Regions from separate parts of the Mus musculus genome. Here all the other regions are linked to region 1. The links are chromatin contacts, called in public HiCAR-type and HiChIP or PLAC-seq maps. All regions are on one chromosome and are shown on one strand. Each heading gives the region's core, a stretch centred on a gene start, on an enhancer-like site or on the middle of the called end of the contact. The rest is flanking DNA. Distances are from core to core; before and after follow the strand shown. Region 1 holds the start of Capn10 (calpain 10). Region 2 has its middle 28 kb from the start of Otos. Region 3 holds the start of Hdlbp (high density lipoprotein (HDL) binding protein). Region 4 overlaps Hdlbp (high density lipoprotein (HDL) binding protein). Region 5 holds the start of Sned1 (sushi, nidogen and EGF-like domains 1).

Region 1 (4,427 bases), core at 1,748-4,247:
TAACTGGGGCTAAACCTCTGAACTGTTAGCCAGCCCCAAATAAATGTTTTTCTTTTATGAGAGTTGTTGTGGTCATAGTGTCTCTTCACAGCAATGGAAACCCAACTAAGACAAATGTGTCATCATGTCCAGGTTTATATGTGGATGCTAGGAATGGAATTTAGGTTCGCACACTTCGGCAACAAGCACTTTAACCACTGAAGCCATCTACACCAACTACTGTCTCACTATCTAGAACTGGGGCACACCCTCCTTTCTGGACTTACGACCTCAGAGCTAGGAAGAGGTCGGAATCCCTAGATGACTTTAGCGGAAAACAAAGAACTGAAAGCAGTGTTATTTAAGAGTATAGACGCTGTGTGGCGATCCCGAGCAAGCATGGCAGTATAGACGCTGTGTGGTGATCCCGAAAGCAGTGTTATTTAAGAGTATAGACGCTGTGTGGCGATCCCGAGCAAGCATGGCAGTCTACCAAAGACTACACTCTTGGCTGTATCCATTGTCTTCTCTGGCAGGCGTTACCTGCCCCTTCACTGAGGACACCTTAGTTCTCTCCGCTCTAAGGCTGAGTTTGCCTCTTATTCTCCATCACTACCTCCAGCATAGCCTGGTAACCCAAAAGCTGACCCTGTTTTCATCTCTGTATCTCCATGAGAATGTGTGACTGTCAAGAGAAATGCTCACTTGTGGGTGTACAGGGCTTCAGAAGAGGATCTCCCGAGGGGAGCATGCCCTTGAAAAAACCAGGGCAGGCAGAAAGAAGGGTTCAGAAAGGAAGCAGCAAGGAGGGTTCAGGTTTCAAAGGGCTCCAAGACATCCATGGGCATGCAGGTGCTCTGATTCAGTCTTCCCACTGCGAGTTGGTGTGATGGGGGGATCAATGTAGGGAAGGATTCTCACATGGTCCTGTGACATGAGCTGGCAGCTTCTGGGTTCCTTGCGTAAAGAACCTCTGGCTGATAAGGTTTTGTTGTTATTTTGAGACAGGTTCTTGCTGTGTGGCCCAGGCTGGCCCCACAATCCTCTCAACTCTTGTCTCCTGGGTATTGGGATTATAGGTGTTCCACCACAGCCAGTTTGGGCTCAGACTTTAAATGCCTCATTTGTGAGCACTTGTGCCAAGAGCCAGCTGGCTTCATACTCCTTTTCATCTGTCCACCTAGACTACTGCTGTTTCTTCTTGGCACTTTAGTATCAAAGATCAGAAATGTTGATGGGTCGGGAGGGAAAAGAAAGCCCTTTCCAAACTGGCTTCAAGAGCAAGGCTACTGTCTTAGTCAGGGTTTTTATTCTTGCACAAAACATCATGACCAAGAAGCAAGTTGGGGAGGAAAGGGTTTATTCGGCTTACACTTCCACATTGCTGTTCATCACCAAAGGAAGTCAGGACTGGAACTCAAGCAGGTCAGGAAGCAGGAGCTGATGCAGAGGCCATGGAGGGATGTCACTTACTGGCTTGTCTTCCCCCATTCTGCAGGCCTAGGCTGTCTAGTCAGCACCGGCTGCCTTCCTGTCTGTGCTGGCTAGTTTTATGTCAACTGGACACAGTCATCAGAGAGTGAAAAAAAAATGCCTCCATAAGATCCAGCTGCAAGGCATTTTCCTAATTGGTGATCAATGGGGGAGGGCCAGCCCATTGTAAGTGGCACCATCTCTGGTCCTGGTTCTATAAGAAAGCAGGAAAGGAGCCAGGAAATAGCGCCCCTCCTTATGGAAAGCGCCATAGGTGAGCAGAATAAACCCTTTCCTCCCCAAGTTGCTTTGGTCATGATGTTTCGTCACAGCAACGGTAACACTAAGCAGCTTTTCCTTCCAGATTCTGGAGGTCAGGCTCTGCCCGTGGCCCAGCCCTGGATATGGATGCGGCCTTCAGGAGCCGTTCTCCTGAGCTAACCACTCATATGAGACTTCTGGGGGTGAACCAGTTTGCATAACTCTTGAGTCGCGGATAACTTGTCACAATTACTCAAGACTTCCTGGAAAACCGAGTCCAGGCTCTTAATGATTCAACTATAGTGCAGCTTTCAGCCCACCAGTCAGTCCCCTGAGTCGAAATTAAGTACTAAATGAAAAAGCATCCCAAAGAGATGTTGGGCTATGTGGCTACTCCTTTTTTTTTTTTTTTTTTTTTTTTAAATAACCTCAATAAAGAGTTAAGTGTCTTGCACCTCAAATCATGGCGCTGAAGCCTAGTGGAGCCAAGGTAACTGTGTCATGCCACAGCAGTAATTGCTGCTGATGCAGGAGCAGCCCAGCCTCTCACTGGGAGAAGGAGCAACTGTCTAGACTCTGAAGCAGCAGGTTATGGGTAAAAGCTTGGCCTGGTTGTTCCTCTTTAGGCAACGGGTACTTGATCTACTTAACTGCACAAACCGCATTTCCTCTGACTACCTTTTATCCAAGACTGAGAAAAAGGGGCCCAGAGGAGGGAAAAAATATCAGAGCAGCCCTAATAGGTGGCAAACTGCAGTCTACAAGGTGTGAAGCCTCGTCGTCTCCCTTCCTGTCTATGAAGCTTCTAGTCTTGATGAAATACATTTGGAGAAGACACAGAGAACAGTCCTTGGCTGATTTGTGTCCTTCCTGGGACCTGGAAGAGTAGGCACCAGAAGGAGAGTGTCCTGTCCCTGACCTCCTCATGGCATCGAATAATCGTGGAGCCGCAAGTCCACGTCCTGGTCACCATCCAGTCTACAAAACCATAGCCAGGCCATTTAAGGCTTCAAGGAATGCTCCAGCCGCATTCCCTGGCCGCTTAGGATCCAGAGCGTCTGAAGCCCAATCGTTTTGAGACAAATGCCCGACCCCGGCAAGTTTCAACCCCAGTGACACCTCTGCCTCCCCAGAACAACGCAACCACCACCGCGACGGAAGGATAACAACGCGATTCGCTGAGCCACTTCCTCACTGGCTCTTTCAGAAGACAGGGAGGAACCACCGCTTTGCCAAGTTCCTGCCTCACACCGGAAGGAGCGAAGCACGCTGGGAAGTAGACAACGCCTGTGATCAGCGACGTATGCTGGGAACGGCGCTGCATGCTGGGATAGCATTGACAAAGCGATCTAAACCAAAGTGACTTTTCAGCTTCCTGTGGTCACTGAGACTTCGATTTCAAGTGGCTACAGCTGCGTTGTCCCGAGCACTAAAGCATACGGACATCAGGCTAGCACTGCCCAGTTAGAAACGCGGGGACCACGCCCTCGTGCGAGAGCAGAACCTACCAGTCCTGCACGGTTCTGCGCTGCAGCTCGTGCGTGATTAGGCAGCTCTGTCATATGACGCAAGCACGGCTCCTGGTTGGCTCCAGCCGGGTTACCTAGACAACGGAGCTTGCGGCGCTAGGCTGCTCTGCACCAGTAGGTCTCCCGGGCTAAGCAAACACGGTTTGCAGTGAAGGCCGCGCACTCGCTCCCGGGCGGCGACCGAGTCCACGGGCCGCAGATGGGAGCCCAGGGCGCCGAAGATGCGGGCGGTCCGGGCCGAGACGCCGGCGCGGGAGCTCTTCCGGGACGCGGCATTCCCCGCCTCGGACTCCTCGCTCTTTTACAACTTGTCCACGCCTCTGGCCCAGTTTCGGGAGGACATCACTTGGAGACGACCCCAGGTGCAGCAGGGTCTCTTGCCTGGGCGGGTGTTGTGGATATGTTTCTCACGGAGATGGACCCCGGGGTTAGCAGGACCTCGCCTTCAAGCCTATTCAGAAAAGGTGATAGCCAGCCCTGAGAATTCAAATGAGGAGGACAGAAGCAATCGAAAGGCTTGTCTTTTAGATGTTATCTTGGGGTTTCTACTAAAATACACTCCTACCCAAAGTCAGGTAGTAGGGAGCTGTTTTGATATTAAGGGATTAGAAGCAGTATTTCCAGCACCATCCCACCACCTAAGTTTTGTCGGGTGTAATTCAGCGCAATCTTTCTTGGCTTTGCACTTTGCTCTACATTTCTTCTAGTAGCTTTAGGGTATGAACACCAAAAGGTAGCACAGAACACGGGGAGCGTTGTGCTTAACAACTGGGAAAACCTAAGGAGCTGCTTTTCAGGGCTCCCTTAAATGGCACAGGCAGGTGGAACTATGTATTGTTATTTTAGCGTCCATGCATGCAACTCACAACAGTGTTACCCCTCATAGCCAGAAAGGGCTGTGGTAGGAGGGCTTTGGTTTTTTTGGTTTTTTTGGTTGGTTTTTTTTTTTTTTTTTTTTTTTTTTTTTTGCCTTGTTGCAGCTTAAATGGATGGATTGTTCAAGCCTAGTGTTTTTGTTGGTGTTTTTTAGACGTGGCTTATCAGCAGAAAGACTACTGGGGGACAGCCTGTCCCACATGCATGTAGTGCTAACAGTGACAGCTGGCAGGGTTCCAGGCCTTGTGCTGCCTGCTTGGCACAGTGGTGTTGATAAGCATCCTGGCTTTCTTGAGCAACACTGAGAGG
Region 2 (4,281 bases), core at 719-3,218, 260 kb before region 1:
TCTATGAACCCTGCAAAGAGAGTCTGGCCAACTTGAGCATGGTGAGCATGGCTCTTGCAAGCTTTGTACTTCCCCACCATTCTTTATGATTTGCTAAAGAACTGCCATATCAAAGTATTGACGTCCAGCAATCAAAAGCCCTCTTTAGCTCACCTAATTAACATGCTCAATCAAAATTAAACACTTATCCTAACACATAGTTTCCTCTTTCACCTTTATAAACTGACATTTTTCTGTTTGCCATGTCTCCTCTACCCAGAGGCAATCCTTTTTCCTCCAGGACAAATATCCCTTCCCCTTCTCCCTGGTTCCTTTTCTCCCCTCTCCCTTGTTCCCTTCCCCCTCTTATCTTCCCTTATCTCCTATCTTTGTCCCTCATCCTTGCTCTCTGTCCCTTTGGAGCAAATAACTTCCTTTGTTCTGAGATCTTGGTCTGAGAACTTGGTCTTGAGGGTTCTGAGCCAATACTTTCCCTTTACCCTGGCGTCTCTCAGGCACCTAGGCAGTGATGTCAGGTCCCTATGTCTATGCCTATGCCATGTCCCCATATCTCTTACAGACAGACTTAGACAGCCCCTTACTGGGCCCCAAGAGTCAGCTCAAATCTACACAGATCTCCATCTCCAACCGTGCAGGCTCCCACAAGAGAACCGTGGTCCATAGGTGTCCTTGGTGTGAGTAGGGGTGCTTCAGCATGTATCCTAGCCCTCCAGCCTGGAGACCCTCACTTTTATGCTTACTCCTTACCCCACTCCTGCTTCATCGTCACAGGCCATCCCCTTTGTCCCATACCTCTACAAAGTTTTCTGGGTAGTTTATCTGGAAGAAGGGGGCATGCATAGCTAGTAATACAGCTGTGGCTTAGATCTAAGGCTACCTTGCAGACCTCATCCCCCCACCACTGCCTGTTTTGCTGTCTGATGCCTCATGGGACAGTTGAACAGGAGCTGGTACAGACCTTGAGTGAGTGGCCAGCTATATGGAGAGCTGTTGTTTGCCTGGGCTGCCCTGCTTTTGTCCCACGGAGACCCTACTCGGTCACATGGTGATCAGCCTCTCCTTAGCATCTAGAGATTCTGGGTAAATCAAGTCTTCCAGGGACCCTGTGGGTAGCTATGTGAGCCCTGCCTAGTCCCAGGTACACAGGCAGGGTTTGCATGGCCCCATGCTCCCTACTGAGTAGGGGCAGAGATGGTCACATTCATTGACAACCCAAGTCTTTGTCTCCAGACACCAAGACCTTCCACCCTGGCCAGCACTGCTCTCCCCACAGGAGAGACTCACGCCTCCCCAACAACCAGCACACACACAAAAGAATAAGGCCATTGGAACCAGGTCTGGGCAGGTGGCTTTTGATCCTAACGGCCGCTTCCCAAGTCCCCCTAGCTTTAGTTTTGCAGAGGGATGGGAGGCCCGTCCCTTACCATCAAGGGCACCATGAGCACAGGAACTTTTCCAAAATAGAAACGGACTTTCATCCTAAAAAGTGTCATCCCCACCTCTGTCTACTTTCACGCCTGCCTATGGCCCTGTACACCACGCTCATGTGATTGCTGCGCCTTTAGTTCACATTGCTTTGCTAAGCAGTGTGCTGCCTCCCACTCCCAGCATGCATTTGGTGTGGTTTTGCTGCCGCTTCCTCATATAGGTGGTGGTTCATCTCCATTGGTGACTGGGTTGGCGATCGCGGAGGAGTCTCTCAGTTGTCTGTGGAGAAGCTTCCTTCCTTTCTAAGTGGCCTTTAGTTGGGTATTTTGGTCAATAACTATGAGAAAAGTAACTGATTGATGCGGAGTCCAGATTGAATTGAGAATGGTCCTCTCACCTCCTACTTCTTCTGGGAAGTGTGGTCAGCAGAAGCTGCGGGGGTGGCTTGGAAAGAGTTCCATAATCTTTGAGGCACTGCCCAACAAGTGGAGCTGCTTCCTGTCTGTTGAATGTGGCTGGCCCCAGAGTCCTAATTCTCACTGAAGCAGGAAGCAGCAGAATTGACCGCTAACAGATAGGGTTCTGGGAGACAGCATTGCCCTTGGGCTGTTCTTGCTTCTTCTGTTTGTCATCTCTTGTTCTAAACCTCAGATGACACCTTACACCCTATGGAGAGGCCCGTGTGATAAAGAGGGCAGAGACCCAGAGCCACAATGTGTAGGGACCCATGACTAGCTGACAGCTGTGTCCAGCTGTCCCCAAAGCTGAGAGGAACCTCCCTGGGCACACTCACTGAGCCTCACTTTGTGCTGGGAGCCTCAGAGGACAGGGAGAGAGTCCCCAGAGAGAACCTCGAGATCCTGCAGAGGAGGGACAGGACACCCAGCACCTTGGTAACCAAGATGACAGACACATGGAACACCCAGGTGCATAAGCCCAGAGTGTTACCCAGAATGTCCCTCTCCAGGGTTCACACATGTGACCTCTGTAAAGTGGCAGAGCTCAAGGACAGCTGTTGGTCTACTGACTGATGACACACTGAAATATTAGAGGATTCATGAGCCAACAGGAAAACAGAAATAGTGAAGGGAGTTTTGGGGGCGGGGGGAGGAGGCATCAGGCAGAGACCTCATCGGGGAATCTTATTAACTACACAGCGCACAGCTGTTAATTACATAAAAATTAAAATTGGCAATAACTCAGGCAGAAACCTCCAGTTTGACACCTTTCTCATCCCATGCTACAGAGCCAACATAATCTTAATTAACCACAGAACCTACTTCTTTGTCCTGCTCCCGCAGCCCATTTCTTTGGTCTGCCTGGATCAGCTCTCAGAGCCCCAGTACAGAGTCCATCTCGACCTTAAGTCCCAAAAGGTAGGAGGACAGAGCCTGGGCAGAGATGGAAGTGAGGTGTATACCTGTTCTTCATGGAAGTCAGGGATGAGTTGTGACATGATAGTGTTCCACACTGTGGCCTGCCCACTGGAAAGCCCCATGGCTCCTGTCATGTCCTCTGTCCTGGCACCTCTCCTGTGCCAGGAGAAAACCCCATTCTCTTGTTTGCCACTGGCTGCCAATGGTAAGCCTGTGATACATGCTCAATAGAGCACCCACCCAGGACTTTGAAAAACTCAGTTCTCTGGATTCCAGAGCTGGAGACAGTGGAGGTCAGGAGTCAAAACCTGCCCCTCACACACACACAGGCAGAGCTAATCCACCTCAGTGCTCTGCTCCTCTCATCCACACAGGCAGAGCTAATCCACCTCAGTGCTCTGCTCCTCCACCCACACAGGCACAGCTAATCAACCTCACTGCTCTGCTCCTCTCATCCACACAGGCACAGCTAATCCACCTCAGTGCTCTGCTCCTCTCATCCACACAGGCAGAGCTAATCCACCTCAGTGCTCTGCTCCTCCACCCACACAGGCACAGCTAATCCACCTCAGTGCTCTGCTCCTCTCATCCACACAGGCACAGCTAATCCACCTCAGTGCTCTGCTCCTCTCATCCACACAGGCACAGCTAATCCACCTCAGTGCTCTGCTCCTCTCATCCACACAGGCACAGCTAATCCACCTCAGTGCTCTGCTCCTCCACCCACACAGGCACAGCTAATCCACCTCAGTGCTCTGCTCCTCCACCCACACAGGCACAGCTAATCAACCTCACTGCTCTGCTCCTCTCATCCACACAGGCACAGCCAATCCTCTGTACTGCTCTGCTCTTCCAGCTTCTTCTTGGAGAAAAGACTGCAAGAGATGGATGACCAGAGCCTCCTTCCCTCTGAGGATGCTCCCCTACTCTCTCTGGGTCGTTCGTCCCCTCTCTGGGATGTGCTTCCATGTACCACTTAGAGATCTAAGCCACAATTCTATGTGACAATCTCCTCTTCTGACTGCACACAATAATTTGATTATGGATAATGGAACTGTCTTTAATAATTAAGCAGCCTCTGGAACCGAGGTGAAGTTCTGATGTCTCCTCTCCTTTAGAGTTGGTACTGGGAAAGCAAACGCAAGTGTGGTTGAGCCCTAGGCTTCCCAGGACTCAGTATGTCATCTGACTGGGCTCTGGGGTGGTATCTGTGGATCTTGACTCACAGAAAGCCCATTGGAAACCCCCATGCTCCATGCCTCTGGGCTTGTGCCCCACCCCATACACAGTTCTCTAAGCAAGCTCATTCTCCAGGCTCTTACCCTGGAGTTGAAAACTCCCACTTCTCTCAGTAAGCTCACCTGCTGAAGTTTCTCCAGCCCACTGGGAGTAACAGGTAAACAATTAGAAGGTATTCCTAGAAACCCCACAACATTCCAATAAAGTAAAAGGCATTTCTCAATCCTTAATAGAGTAA
Region 3 (4,640 bases), core at 470-2,969, 510 kb after region 1:
ATCTCAGCCTTCTGCTGGATTGAACCACACAAGTCAGGACTGAATATGACTCTAATCTGATTTACAAATACCACTAGAGAAAAGAGTGCATGGCATTCGTGGGGTCCAGCTCTTCTGCCTCCTCCCTGTGAAGGCCAAGCAACAGAGACATCTATGTTCTCAACTCTTCTGGCCTCCACATGCAAGTCTCCTCAAGTGGGTACAGCCCCTCCAGTCCCTCAGGATTGAGGCCACCCCCACCACCTTTCCCACAGGAAACTGTGGTCTGTCAGCATCCAAACTTGGATATTACAATTTGCTTCTTAAGAGCATAAATGAGCATGGCAGAATAAGGTTAGTTCTCAACACAGAACTTGAACTAAAAGAAGAGAGGTAGAAGCCCAGAATCGGGGAGCAACAGGGCCTCCTGCGGGAGAGCAGTGAGGCTGTGGCAGCTGGAAACCTGTTGTTAATCCAGAAAATAGAAAAAGCTGTATGTGAAGAATCCTTCTTGATTCTGAACAAGGAAGTATTTAAATTGATTCCCCTGTGCTAAGTTGTGCCAACTACTTATGTAAGGGGCAACACTATGCAAGGAGAATTCAGTTATGCTTCAGAAAGAATTTCCTATCAACCTCAGCTAGAGGGACTCAAGTTCTTTATACTGTAGGCCAGTCTACATGGAGGGCACTGAAAACCTCCACCTTGAAAACCTTCAGCTGAGATGCAGGTTTCTCTTCCAAATTTGAAACTTCACTTTTACGTCCTCAGAAGCTTTTCGAAGGTGCCCTCTCCCCACCAAATACCGAAGAGTACAAACTCCAAAATTAAAAACAAAACCCAGCTATGCTGAGATCACAAACTATGTCTGTGACTACCAAGGCCGGCCCAGTGCATTACCCAGCTCTGGAAGTCAGAGACCCAGCCTGGGAGGAACTTTCGCAGATGCCACCTCAGCATGGCCCTCCCACCGGCCAAGAGCGCCCGCGGGCGGGGACAGGCTTAAAGGGACAGTATCCTGCTCGGCCTCCCTGCCTTTCATCCAAATTCGGTATTTTTCCGTAATGTATTTTTCACCCATGGACCCTGGGGCGCATCCAAGTAGTACTTGGGCCGGGAGTCCTCCAGTGACCACGTAGCCAGACGCCGCAGGTGAAGGTGCAGCAAGGCACCGCGCGGGACATAGGGGCCCCGGGTGAAGATCCCAGCTTGACGCGAACTAGGGCGCCACTGACCTAGCTAGGTCCGGTCCACAGCCCGTACGGCCGGGCCGAGCTGGGGGGAAGGGGTGCGGGGGAGGGGCCGGCTCGGCAGCCCACGTCACCAACCTGGCCAGGTCGTTCCCCTCCCCCATCGCGGCGGCCCGCCCGGTGAGCTAGAAGTCCAGGCGGTCCGGGCCCGCAAGCAGACCCGCGGCGCGTGGCGGACTTGGGAAAGTTTCTGCGCTCCGGCGCGGCCATGCGCAGAGTGACACGTAGCGGCCCCCGCCCGTCGCGGTAGCTGGAGACCAGGAGCCTGTGCGGCCGGGGAGCTGAGGAACCGACCCCAGCCGTGCTCAGCGGCGACCCCCCGCCGCCCCGCCCCTGGCACCCCCGCCCACCAGCTCGCCCGATCCTCACTCGTGAGTGTGACCACCCGAGAGTCTGTCCGTCTGTCGCTGCCGCTGCGCGGGAGAAGCCGGGACGCTCCGAGGCGCGGCGCCCGGGCCGCCGCTGCTATATAGGGCGGAGGCTCCAATCCCGCCGAGACACGTCAGACCGGCCGCCCGCCCCGCCCGCTGCGGGGTCCCTACAGCGCCCGGGAGCGGACCAACTCTTTAAGAGTTCTGCGGCCTGACAGGGGGCGAGGAGTTGGTAAGTTAATTACCTACAGAGAACAGGCAGGCCCCAGAGCCAGAGGTGCCAGAGTTGAGGCCACCAGAAACTGTGTCACCAAAAGAGAAAAGAAAGCTCTGAGGACCTCAGACAGCAGACAGCCCGGAAAACCATTTTACCATCCCCTAGAGCACCCCCTGATGGAACACATTCTCATTCTCTTCGGGATCTCTTCCTCCTGCTCCCACCTCTACTGCAAATCCTTACTCCATTCCTCAATGTCCAACACAACAAACTCCAAAACTTTCGAAGCCCTCTACACAGTATTATTCAGTGTCCCATATGTACAGACCAGCCTGCAGTGAATTCCTACCTCTCCCATACTCAGTTGGGACAGAGCAGAACCTCTGCCCTCAGAATGCTTCCTCCTTTGAAAGGACTAGTTCTGCCCTGTTGCGTTTATTGACAACTACTTGAAGAATTTGTACACAATCATTATTTTGAACCTCTCCTGAGGTGACATGAGCACACTTCTGACCTATACTGGACAGTGATATGCAGTGATATGCATCAGCACAGAATAGGCTAGTAACCAACAGCAGATGCCCCCACCTTCTTTTCCCCACTTCTGACAACTTTTCACTGTGTAGATTTGTCTCAGCTTCCTTCTCTAGTGTTTGGATTACAAGTGTGAGCCACCAGGTCTGGATAATATGTGCCTTTCTTGTGGGACAATGGTATGTGGAAGGGCTGAAGAGGCCTTCTGTAGTTGTCATTCTAAGGCTTACAAGCATTTGCAGCAGTGAACAAAATAAGCAATCAGACTTAGTATGTACTTAGAAGGTAGCAGCACGGTGATGGGCTCTTGATTGAGGGACTGGGAAGAGCTGCCCTAACTAGACTTTAGACTGAAGGACAAGGGGGGAAAATGGAATGTGCTGGAAAGAATGGGGATGGGGCTGCTGAATAGGAAACTATCTGAAAGTTGAGGTGTCAGAATTGAGAAGTCCAGGAGCCAGTAATGCGGCTGACAGGAACACCACAGTTCTTCATGACATAAATCTCTGAAGGTACTGCTTAAAAGACCAGAGGGCATTTCCAAGCTGCCAGCATAGTCACCGAGTGATAGAGCTTCTTAAAGCCTCTGTAGGCACCAAGTTGTCTTTCCTTCTGTGTTATTATTACTGTGCAAGGTGTCTTTCCCTGGTGATTAACCAACCAGCAACTAGAAGAAATGTTTTTGTTGTCATTCTTTTGTTCCTGAGGTCTCGGGCTGTGAAAAAGTTAATGTGGAGAGGCAAGCACCCACCAGTCAGTATGTCTGCTGTCAAGGGATCTCCAATGGAGTTAGTAAGTCCACATTAAGTACAAGCTGGCCCAGTGCCTGGCTGTACAGAGGCCTCCATGAGTGTGGTGGTACCCTGTAATCTCAGTACTCAGAAGGCTGAGGCGAGTACTGGGAGTTCAAGGTCACAGTAGGCTACAAAGTTATATGATGTCTCAAAAATAAAACAAAGCATGGACTTAATGAAAGCATTATTAAATCAAGGAGGGTGTGGTAACATTAGCTTATCTCAGCACCTGAGAGGTACAGCCACGAGGGTTAGGAGCTCAAGACCAACCTGGCCTTTCTATATAAGACTTTATCTGAAATGATAAACATGCACCACAAAACATCCCAGGTGCTCCTGGGATGCTAACAATTATGACTAGTTACTTTCAGTATACTGAAACATAGAAGTGTCAACTCTAGATGCCTCAAAAAGTGAACACTGGTCTGCAATATTTTGTTTTTCATACATCAAGGAACATGGAATAAGAATCCTGATTGCTAGCCAGGCGTGGTAGCGCATGCCTTTAATCCCAGCACTTAGGAGGCAGAGGCAGGCGTATTTCTGAGTTCGAGGCCAGCCTGGTCTACAAAGTGAGTTCCAGGACAGCCAGGGCTACACAGAGAAACCCTGTCTCGAAAAACCAAAAACAACAACAAAAACAACCAAAAGAATCCTGACTGCTTAAGGTGAAATGTTAGAACATAGTAACACTCTCCAATTCCCCAAATCATGATTCTCTAAAAGGGCTATAGCCTAAACAGAAAGTAGGTCTAAGGGGAAAATGAGAACACCAGCAACATAGTAACAACTAGATCTCTGGCTGGCCTGGGCTGAGAGACAAAAGCATCTCTGGGGAGTGCTTAGAAACATGGGACTACAAGTTCTTTAAATCCCCATTATCCTTTAAAAAAATTAACAGACAGGAAGTAGGTATCCTCAAGATGGAATAAATTTCATAACAGGATAAAAATATTGACAGATCAATTACAGTATAGAAGCTGAAAGTCCAAAGTTCAAAGAGTAAGATGCAAGAGGGATGAAAACACGGCTCAGCAGTTAAGAGAACTTACTTAACAATTAGGAGAACTGGAATTTGGATCCTAGCACCCATGTAACAAACTGGGCATCCATATAAACTTCTGTAGAGCACACACACACACACACACACACACACACACACACAGTGCAGACACACCCCTCTTTCTAAAAAGAGGGTAGAGAGATGGCTTAGTGGTTAAAAGCCTTTGCTGTTCTTGTCAAGGACCCCATCTTGATCCCCAGCACCCACATGTAAGCTCACAACTGTTTATAACTCCAGATCCAGGGTATCTGGTGTTCTTTTTTGGTTTCCCTAGGCACCATGTGATAAGCAGACATAAATGCAGGCAAGACACACATACACATAAAAATAAACTTAAACCCCACAGACTAAGTGTGTGGCACAGTGGTTAGAGCATATGATTAACATTCATAAACCCTGGCTTTGCTCCCTAATGCCATAAAAATTTGTAAA
Region 4 (4,230 bases), core at 540-3,039, 480 kb after region 1:
AGAAGACTAGAGATCCTGGCTGGCACCCTTGTCAGCAGCCCACTATGCCTCTGGTTCCAGGAGCTCTGATGCCCTCCCCCTTCTTGCTCTTGTGGATACCTGCATCCATAAGCTCATACCCATGTACACACGCACACAAATACAGATAGTAAAAATTAAAACATAATCTTGGTGCCAGAGAGACAGCTTAGTGGTTAAGAGTGATTCCTGCTTTTACAGAGGACCTGGGGTCGATCCCCAGCTCCCACAGGCTGCTCACAGCCATCCTTAACCCAGATCTAATGACCTCTTCTGACCTCCTTGGGTATGACACACAGGTAGTACACATACATACGTGTAGTCAAAACATCCAAACTCTCAAAATAAAAATAATTATCTTTTTTTGAGACAGGGTTTTCTGTGTGACAGCCCTTGCTATCCTGTAGACCAGGCCTGGAACTCACAGGGATCTGCTTGCTTCTGTCTCCACTGTGCTGGGAAAAAAGGCGTTTGCCACCACTCTAGGCTAAAAGTAATCACCTTTTAAAAATAAAATAGTAAACAAAACCACACACAGAGTTAACATCCGTCACACAGCCATTACTTCCTAAAACCTGTAACAGATAAGTAGTGAAAATTCTGGGTTCTTTAAAAATACAGAAATGTGAATGCTTTTGTTTTATTCCCAGGTGTGGGATATGGGCTGCTTCAGATTGTCCGCAGCAGCTGTCTCTGCTCTGACAGGGATGTGATTTTGCCAGCTGAAGAGAGTTTACGTTTGGAATTCTGGGGACTTTTGTGAGGGTATAAAAGTGCCAGGGCACTGAGAGGTTGTGGTGGCTGTTGCTTCCCCTGTTCCTGTGGTTTGTCAGGTCGTTGTGAGCAAAGCCACGAGAAGAAGAACCTGGATATCCCAAAGATGAACATCAAACCCGGCCCCCAGAAGTAGGTCTAACAAGACTGAGGCACTCTTTCTCTCGAGCCTTCTTTCTTTCCTACCTCGTGTTGGGTGTTGGAAGGGTGGAGAAGGGTAAGGAGGAAAAGTAGCCACAAGTCTAGTTAAAAAGGAGGAAAGGAGGGGCAGACGATATGGCTCGGTGGGTAAAGGCATTTGCTGCCAAACCTGACAACATGAGTTTGACAACCTGAGTCTAGTCCTGGAACTGAGATGGTAGAAGGACAAACCACCAAAAACCATTCCTTGAAGTTGTTCTGATTTCTACAGGTGTGCATGCACATGTGTACACATTCTCTCTCCCTTTCCACCCACTTTGTGAGTACTAGGAAAGACAAGATACCTGATCATAAAGATGGAGGAAGTACCAGGAAGTAAGTGGTTCAAGGAAAGCAGGCACAAGGTTGGGGACTATTAGGATGTAAAGTTCTCAGACCATTAGCCTCCTGCTTCTTTGGAGGTCTCAGGACCCTTAAAGCACTCTCTGGTCCCTCAGACCCCTCAGCTCGGTCTTCCTTGTACCATGTCAGTGAGAACCAGCAGACTCAAGACAGATCTGAGCAACAGACAGATCAGGGAATATGAAGGGCACAAGGGAACAAAACAGCAGCTTTGTTCTAATCTCCAGGTTAGTAGTCCAAAATAAACGGACAGAACATACAAGATTACAAAGTAACAAGTACTGTAGTCCACATTAGAAAGTAGAAAGAGCCAGCCTAGGAAAGAAGCAAGAGATATAGGCATAAGGAAGAGGTGGCAGACTAAGAACTTCCTGTCCAGACTCAGGGGAAGGCCAGGCAGCTGATCCAAATGAAGTTCACAAAAACCAAGCACAGCAGGGCCAGCATACTCCACAGAATCAGTTCTGTGAGTGGAAGTGAAACTCTCACAGGAAAAAGAAAGACTCTAGGGCTGGCAAGATGGTTCAGTAGGTAAAGGCACTTGCTGCCAAACCTGATGAGGTCAATCTGTGGAACCTACACATGTGGAAAGAAACAAACTGAATCCTGCAAGTTGTCCTGGTTTCTACACACATGCTGTGGTGTATGTGTGCCCCTATACACATATATAAACAGCATACCTTTCTTGGTTCACAGATGAGCTAAGACATAGTGGGGACAACAAATTATATCCATTTCTGTATATTATAATGCATAATTTGTTGTTCTCACTATGAGCACACATAGCTAGCACACAGGTCTAGGTCTGTACCCTAGACCTCAGCCCAGTGTTACTACTGGATGCATCTGGGGGCACGGTGCTCAAGGTCATAGAGCTAACACAGGCCTAGAGAGCAGAGGGAGAGCCACGGCTCCACTCATGTAGAGCCACTTGAGAGGGAAAGCCCTTATAAGTGAAGGAGCAAACACAGGTGAGGGCGAGCCATACACAGACTTTGAGGTGAGATGGGATGGGACTTCCTGCCCACTAGGGCAGAACTGAGTGAGGAGGTGGGTTACCCTTCACATTGTTTTACATGCAGTAGGAAGCTGTGCAGAGCTCATCAGGGGCCATGGCAAGAGGAAGAGGGGATGCAGAGAATCCAGACCTGGCTGGATAGACATGGTGTGTGCATGTGTAGGTATGATAGATAGCTCAAGAAGGAGCCCAGTTGGAGGCTTAAGCTTGACTGTCAGGAGCATCAAAGTAGGCACAGGGAATTTAAAACTGCTCTGTACCCTAGATGACAGTTTCAAGGAAACACACAGCTGGCAAGCCCTGGTCTATAACTTGGCTGAAGTCAGGTTCTCAGATAGTTTTTGTCCCCCTCATTTACCCACTTGTCAAATCAAAGAAGCTGCCTTAGTTTCCAAGTCAAGCCGGACATGGTGCTACTCTTGGGAGGCAGAGGTAGGTAGTACATCTCTGTGATTTTGAGGCCAGCCTGTTCTACATATTGAGTATCAGGACAGCCAAGGCTACATAGAGAGACCCTGTCTCAAAAGTACCAGTATCAGTACCACCACCACCAAAACAAAGCCCAGGTCAAGGTAACGGCCAATACAACCCTACCTGCCCAAGTGTGCTAAACCATACCACGTCAATCGGATGGTCACCGTACCTGGTTCCCATCATCCTTATCAGGAAATTGGATGTTCACTTCATGTTCCAAGCGGATCTGGGTGATCACTGCTCCTTTTCTCCCGATAATTTTGGGATGGTATTTGGGGTCTACAGTGACACTCAGCTTAAAACTCCTTAAAGCCTACAATAAAATGAGAATGAGGCAGAGAGCAAAGAGAAAGACAGAGAACAAGCTCATGAGTATGAGCATGTATATCTAAATATAAGCCACCACCACCCAGGCCCGATTTCCAACCTGATTTAGACCCCAAGCCTGAAACACCCCTAAGCTTGCTAGCAGGAGGCCTTGGTGGTCACCGTCCCTGTCAGTCACTAGCTTGAGAACCTTAGGTCTTGCTCTGTCCTCACCTAGTATGCCCTTGCTTTTGGGACAGGCTGCTGACTGTCAAGATGGATAGGATGGTCAACCACCCTTTCCAGTTCTATTCCTACTTCCTGAATTCATGAACCCGGGATCTGTTGAATCAGCTTGAATAAAATATTCTAGGCCTTTCAGGTTTCAGGGCTGGTGTATTGAAGAGGCCAATAAGGTAATAAGAGCATCCACAGGCTAGACAGTCCAGGACACCCCCACAGCCTATGGCTAAGCTGCACCAGGTCACAGTCAAAACGTGCCCAATCTCTGCCCTATCACTGGACTCCAAACTGTGTTCCACCCAAACCGAACCAACAATGACAACAACAACAAACAAAAAAACCCAAAATCAATAAAACCAAAAAATAACAAAACTAAAAACTCCTGTGGAAAGGCCAGTTGCCTGGAGTGACCATCTAGTTCCCAGATTTCCCCCAATTCCTGAGCAGCATCTCTCAGAATTCTGCAGACAGCACTCCATCACAGGCACAGGAGTGACCTGCTTGTCTTGAGATGAGGTACTATCTTTTATCTTTTCTGTAGAAGCTGAGATATCAAAATATTTCTCTTGATCTGGGTAGTAAGGGAGACTGAGCTTTGCCTTGAGCTTCTCCACAGCAGGTCCACCACACTCTGACTGCACGGGAATACCACCTGGTTTTGTCTCCTGCCTGCCCTGGTGTTGGAAATATGCTCTGAACACAGACTGTTTCCAAACCCAGGCAGGTTGTCCTGTTCGTTCTTGCTCACCCGATCTTCCTGCTCAGCCTGCAGCTCCTTTACTCGATCCAGTAGCCCCGCCTTAGCCCTGTCCAAATTTGCTGCAAGGCCAGTGATGGCGATGGTGTCTGACTGC
Region 5 (4,462 bases), core at 1,166-3,665, 300 kb after region 1:
TGTGTGTGTGTGTGTGTGTGTGTGTAATGTGATACCCAGCAACAACAGTGAGATCTGTTAGCCTCCCCACCTCACCCCCAACCCTGTCTCCCAGGCCTTGTTGAAAACCTACACAGGGCATCCAGTTGGGGATGGCCGTAAGCACCACACCACTACCCTTGATGGAGATCAGAGGATCCAGCCTGCAGCTGGACCTGTGCACAAGCCCAGCTCTGAGATGGGCCTCTGTCCTGGTATCCCACAGCTGGTCAGGAGATTCTAGTGGAAAGCAGTCAGGACCCCATGTCTCACCACACCTGGAGGGATACTCAACGACGCTATTGAGCACTGCTGTGTACTTGATAGTGTGCTGAGTGCTGTGCCAACCCAGAAATCCCTGAGCAGACCCAAACCCTTGACTAGGACCCTCTGAGGCATGTGCTCCCGGAGAAGGTTGGCAGCGTTGAGATGGGAACAGTGGCCTGGCAATAGGTAGAGCAAGGTTGTGTGGTTGGAGAGAGCAAGGATCGGTAGTTATGGGCTCTTCTCAGTGCCCCATGGGCAGAAAGGCAAATCCGAGTTCTCCCTAGGCTTGGTGCTGCCTGCTACACTTCTGTATGAGAAAGCCAATGAGAGAGGAGAATAGAGCTTCCAAGGAGGCCCTGTGCCCAACACCAGAAAGCAAGAGGCTCTTAGGTCCCCAGCATGGTGGCCAGGCCTGCTGGCAGCTCTGTGCTAGAAGCTGTGCAGGAGGCCTTGCGAGGCCTGGTCCTGACCGTGATGTGGTCTGGTCAATGAGACGACGGTGTTTACCAGAGAGTACTCTTACATCCAGAAGCCTGGCCCAAGGGCTGATCGGTTTTTGTTTTGTTTTTGTTTTTGCTAGCCAGGGTTTCTTCATATAGCTCTGCCTATCCTAGAACTCACTCTGGCCTCAAACTCAGAGATCCACCTGCCTCCTGAGTGCTGGGATTAAAGTCGTCACCACGCCTGGCACCAGAGGCTGATCTTCTCTAGCCAACTGTACAGCAAAACATTTCACATCTCCAGCCTTGGCTTACCCCTCTGCCAATCAGGATCACTACACAAAGCTGGAGGGGTGGGACAGAGGAAGGCAAGCCATGTACCAGGTGTGGGGTAGACGTGGTCAGTGCAAACAAAAATGGTCTCCTTAAATTTGGTGCCTGGTCCCCGACGCTGAGGGTTGGGCGTATCACAGTGGTGAGTCTGCTAAGAACAGGATCTGTGTAAGCTAGGTACCCCTGACTGACACACGGAGAACTCTCTGCTATACTTGAAAAATAATATGCAATGTCCCTTGTGGAACTGAGACACAGCACATGCTTGTTAGAGAGATTTTGGGAAATCCAGAAAAATGCAAAGCCAGCACAAACCAGAATCTCCGGGGCAGCTGCTGCTACTTCTGTAGCTTTTCTTTTTCTTCCTTGCTTCTCTTTGAGAGGCAGCATCTTGTCTTTGGGGATCCCAGACTTGGCTTATAGTCACATTATCCAACAGTAGGATCTGGGTGCAGACAAGGTGGTGAGAACTGAGGCCCCCAAGAGGCGCCAAGGGGACACAGAAAAAGACCAGGTTGCACCCCTGAGGCAGGACAGCCACTTACAAAGCAATTCTTAAGAAGATCGAGAAAGGTTAAGGAGCCACAGCAACTAACTTGCCCCCAGGGCCTGGGTGACCAGCCTACCCCGCAGGTTTCCCTAACATTGTCCAGCTGTGCTGCATGACTGATCCCATAGGGGAAAGTCCTTACACGAGAGAAAGCTAAGTAAGTCTTCGAGTCTCCCAGACCCAAGGTTCATCCTCAGTGAAACCAGAAAAGGAATAGACCCTAGGACAGGTTTCAGCTGGTTCTGAAAGTTGATGTCCTAACTTAGGGCTGGGGTGTGGCCACGCAAGGTTTGTGTAAGTGTTGTAGGGAGAAGTGGCCCAGACTGGCATTCTGTCAGGAAAAGCCAGATGCTCTGGCCTGACAGGGACCCCAGAGGACACACAGGAAGCCTGTTCAAAATCAGGCCTTAGGGCAACAAGTCAGCTTCAGAACTGCTGGGTTTGCCCACGCTCCTCCTGTGGGCAGGCCTTAAGCTGGTGACAGGAGACTGTAAGTCCTCACCTCAACATAGCCCAAATGCAAGAGAGCAAAAGGGCCTCGGTTTGGAGGTGGAGCCAACCCAGTACTAGTTCGGCTTTAATGAGCCTCGACACAGAAGGGCCTGGGAGCTACGCTCCGCTCCCGCACCCTCCCACTCCGCGGACCAGCAAGTTAAAAATGCCACTATTTGCATGACCCCGCCTCTCCCCGCCCCTCCCGAGTGGCCGGCTGGGCAGGCTATTTAAACCCCGGTCCCCGCGTTAGGCAGGCGGTCCGCAGTCGTGCCTCACGCCTTCCTAAGCTGCGCGGGTCTCCGGAGTGCGACGCGAGCTAGCGGAAGGGAACTGTGCGGCCAGTCGGTCGTGCGGTGACTGCAGCCACCTGCCCGAGCCCCGTGGCCCGCCCTCAGATCCCGGCGATGCGCCTCGGCGCCGCCTGGGCGCTGCTGCTGGCCGCAGCCCTGGGGCTCGGGACGCGCGGGGTGCGCGCTGCCGTGGCCCTCGCCGACTTCTACCCGTTCGGCACGAAGCGCGGCGACACCGTCACCCCGAAGCAGGACGACGGCGGCTCAGGGCTGCAACCACTCTCGGTGCCCTTTCCGTTCTTCGGCGCCGAGCACTCCGGACTCTACGTGAGTAACCCCGAGCTCGAGGGGGCTCCGGGGAGGGCGCCGCTGCCCTCCACCCCAACTCTTGCCGCTGCCGCCGCCAGCAACTTGGCACCGCGGCAGCCAGAGGTGGAATGAGGACAGCGCTTCCTCTCTCCCGCGGCCAAGGCCGGACAGCGACTGGCGGGAGAGGCGTGGGCAGGGCGGGGCGAGCAACCGCCAGGGCACCTAGGCGACAGCCAGGCCAGCGGAACGCGGCGCGCCCCTGCTGCTCAAGGCCCGACCTGTTTGGGACGTTGGCAGAGTTCGACAGGCTTCCGCAGAGCTGCGGGTCCCCCAGTGCCTAGTGGGGAGCCTTCGATCCTGTTCCTTCACAGTGAGCTATGTGGTAGTAGGCACATGGCCTCTGGCCACAGTTACCCTAGTGGGGTATCTGGCTTGTGATGGTCTCAGCCCTCTCTAAGCCATTTCAACCTCACCCACAGTTAACACCCAAGGCCCACAGCCAGAAGGAATTCGGGCATGATTTGCTTAGTTGCAGGAGACCTGCGCTGGGCAGGGCTGGCAGCTAGGGGCAGTGTAGAGGGGCTTACCCCTTCCCCTCCCCATCTTAGTCCCCTGGAGGTTGGCCACCAAGATCAGACCCTCTAAACAGGGCTCCCAAGGGTAATTCCTCACTCCAGCCCCAGACACGAATGCTGGAGAGGTCTCAGTGGATTGCAGAACCTGAGTGCCAGCCTCCATGTTCTCAGGGTCTGACCCTGCGCCAGTCACCTGTGCACAAAGGGATGATCTGTAGTGAAATGAGCCTCCTGAATTACTCAAATCCACTTAGAAACGCCAGAGCCAACGTAGTCTATAGTTAAAGCACCATCTTCTCACACACCCTCTGCCGAATCCAACACCAATCACCATTAGCTCTACCAATGATTTTGCCATTAGTGCCACCACATCCACTATCACCGCCTCCACTGGCACACTCACCTCCGCCATAAGCACTGCTGCCTTCAGCCGCCATACTGTCATCCCTACCATCTTGAACACTGCCTCCATCACCAGCCACGTGGTCTGCATTGCCATCCTCCTGGCCACCACTGTCCACGGGGCCTATTCACCGCCACCACCATCTCCAGAACCCTGTACCCCACAGTGACAAACATCACACAGTCCACCACTGTGTCACAACCTGGTGGCTGACTTCCCTGTGCCAACTCAGAATGGCCTCCTCACCTTGGTGGCAGTGCCTGGTGCTATAACCATGGAGGGGCATAGAGGGAGAAGAAAGGGAAGACATCCCTGATAATCCTTCTGCCCTGGGACTTGGCAGAGCAAAGATTTCTTATAGTAGGCAGTAGACAAGAAGAGCTGTGTTCTGGGTCTGCCCAGCAGGAAGAGGCCTGTACATCCTAGGAATGTGGAGACTCACCCTAACAGAGCTGTCTAAATGTTCTTTAAGCATTCTGGCTAGCCTTGGATTTTCCACTCCAAGTCACAGGTGAAAATATTATTAAAATGTTTAGTTGACCTTTTTAACATGAGCAACCGACCTCTGGCTCTTAGAGAAATACACACCCTACCAGAGCCTCTCCCTGAAATGTAGATACTCTTTAGAAAATACTCGCTGGTGTGGTCATGGTGCGCACAGCGAACCTCACCTTTCCCATTGCTCTGTGGGAAAGGAAATGGAATTCTCCGAGAAGCCGCGCCCATACATCTGGCCTGAAACAGCACTTAGGGCACATGTATAGGTGACAGGCCACATCAAG

What was found. HiCAR-type assays count read pairs that join an accessible place to other places. HiChIP or PLAC-seq counts read pairs in DNA pulled down with a chosen protein or histone mark.
Region 2: an H3K4me3 HiChIP or PLAC-seq map of bone marrow-derived macrophages shows a contact between it and region 1, with 4 times the contacts expected there. The contact joins the enhancer-like site here to the promoter of Capn10 in region 1. A contact is called at or near these places in 1 of 39 promoter capture datasets (the 3T3-L1 cell line), 3 of 115 datasets of contacts at active chromatin or transcription factors (bone marrow-derived macrophages, embryonic basal ganglia and embryonic stem cells) and 2 of 9 other capture datasets (embryonic stem cells and pancreatic islet).
Region 3: a HiCAR-type map of astrocytes shows a contact between it and region 1, with 2.8 times the contacts expected there. The contact joins the promoter of Hdlbp here to the promoter of Capn10 in region 1. A contact is called at or near these places in 10 of 39 promoter capture datasets (the 3T3-L1 cell line, 3T3-L1-derived adipocytes, the C10 cell line and 6 more), 4 of 115 datasets of contacts at active chromatin or transcription factors (astrocytes, memory CD8 T cells, pro-B cells and 1 more) and 2 of 9 other capture datasets (adipose tissue and liver).
Region 4: an H3K27ac HiChIP or PLAC-seq map of microglia shows a contact between it and region 1, with 5 times the contacts expected there. The contact joins the enhancer-like site here to the promoter of Capn10 in region 1. A contact is called at or near these places in 11 of 39 promoter capture datasets (the 3T3-L1 cell line, the C10 cell line, the SN4741 cell line and 5 more), 1 of 484 Hi-C or Micro-C datasets (embryonic stem cells), 3 of 115 datasets of contacts at active chromatin or transcription factors (embryonic stem cells, extraembryonic endoderm stem cells and microglia) and 1 of 9 other capture datasets (liver).
Region 5: a contact with region 1 is called in a FOXA1 HiChIP or PLAC-seq map of pancreatic cancer cells. The contact joins the promoter of Sned1 here to the promoter of Capn10 in region 1. A contact is called at or near these places in 7 of 39 promoter capture datasets (the 3T3-L1 cell line, 3T3-L1-derived adipocytes, cranial neural crest and 2 more), 1 of 484 Hi-C or Micro-C datasets (embryonic stem cells), 1 of 115 datasets of contacts at active chromatin or transcription factors (pancreatic cancer cells) and 1 of 9 other capture datasets (adipose tissue).

What each region holds. Positions count from the first base shown.
Region 1 is chr1:92,931,411-92,935,837 of GRCm38.p6, forward strand. Capn10 (calpain 10) reads left to right here and starts at 2,998. Exons shown (of 12, transcript NM_011796.2): 1 at 2,998-3,604. The coding sequence starts at 3,464. It overlaps 9430060I03Rik (RIKEN cDNA 9430060I03 gene), which reads right to left. Exons shown (of 2, transcript NR_015525.1): 2 at 2,116-3,693.
Region 2 is chr1:92,674,378-92,678,658 of GRCm38.p6, forward strand. No RefSeq gene overlaps it. Among named protein-coding and RNA genes, the nearest start is that of Otos, 28 kb to the left of the region's middle. Within about 2 kb of position 1,969, at least 59 of the 459 cell types and tissues checked have an H3K27ac peak or open chromatin away from gene starts, as enhancers often do. A contact at or near this core is called in bone marrow-derived macrophages, where this site is marked.
Region 3 is chr1:93,443,982-93,448,621 of GRCm38.p6, forward strand. Hdlbp (high density lipoprotein (HDL) binding protein) reads right to left here and starts at 1,720. Exons shown (of 28, transcript NM_001301364.1): 1 at 1,599-1,720.
Region 4 is chr1:93,409,367-93,413,596 of GRCm38.p6, forward strand. Hdlbp (high density lipoprotein (HDL) binding protein) reads right to left here. Exons shown (of 28, transcript NM_001301364.1): 23 at 4,125-4,230; 24 at 2,997-3,140. Among named protein-coding and RNA genes, the nearest start is that of Hdlbp, 34 kb to the right of the region's middle. Within about 2 kb of position 1,790, at least 12 of the 459 cell types and tissues checked have an H3K27ac peak or open chromatin away from gene starts, as enhancers often do. A contact at or near this core is called in microglia, where this site is marked.
Region 5 is chr1:93,233,482-93,237,943 of GRCm38.p6, forward strand. Sned1 (sushi, nidogen and EGF-like domains 1) reads left to right here and starts at 2,416. Exons shown (of 31, transcript NM_172463.4): 1 at 2,416-2,720. The coding sequence starts at 2,508.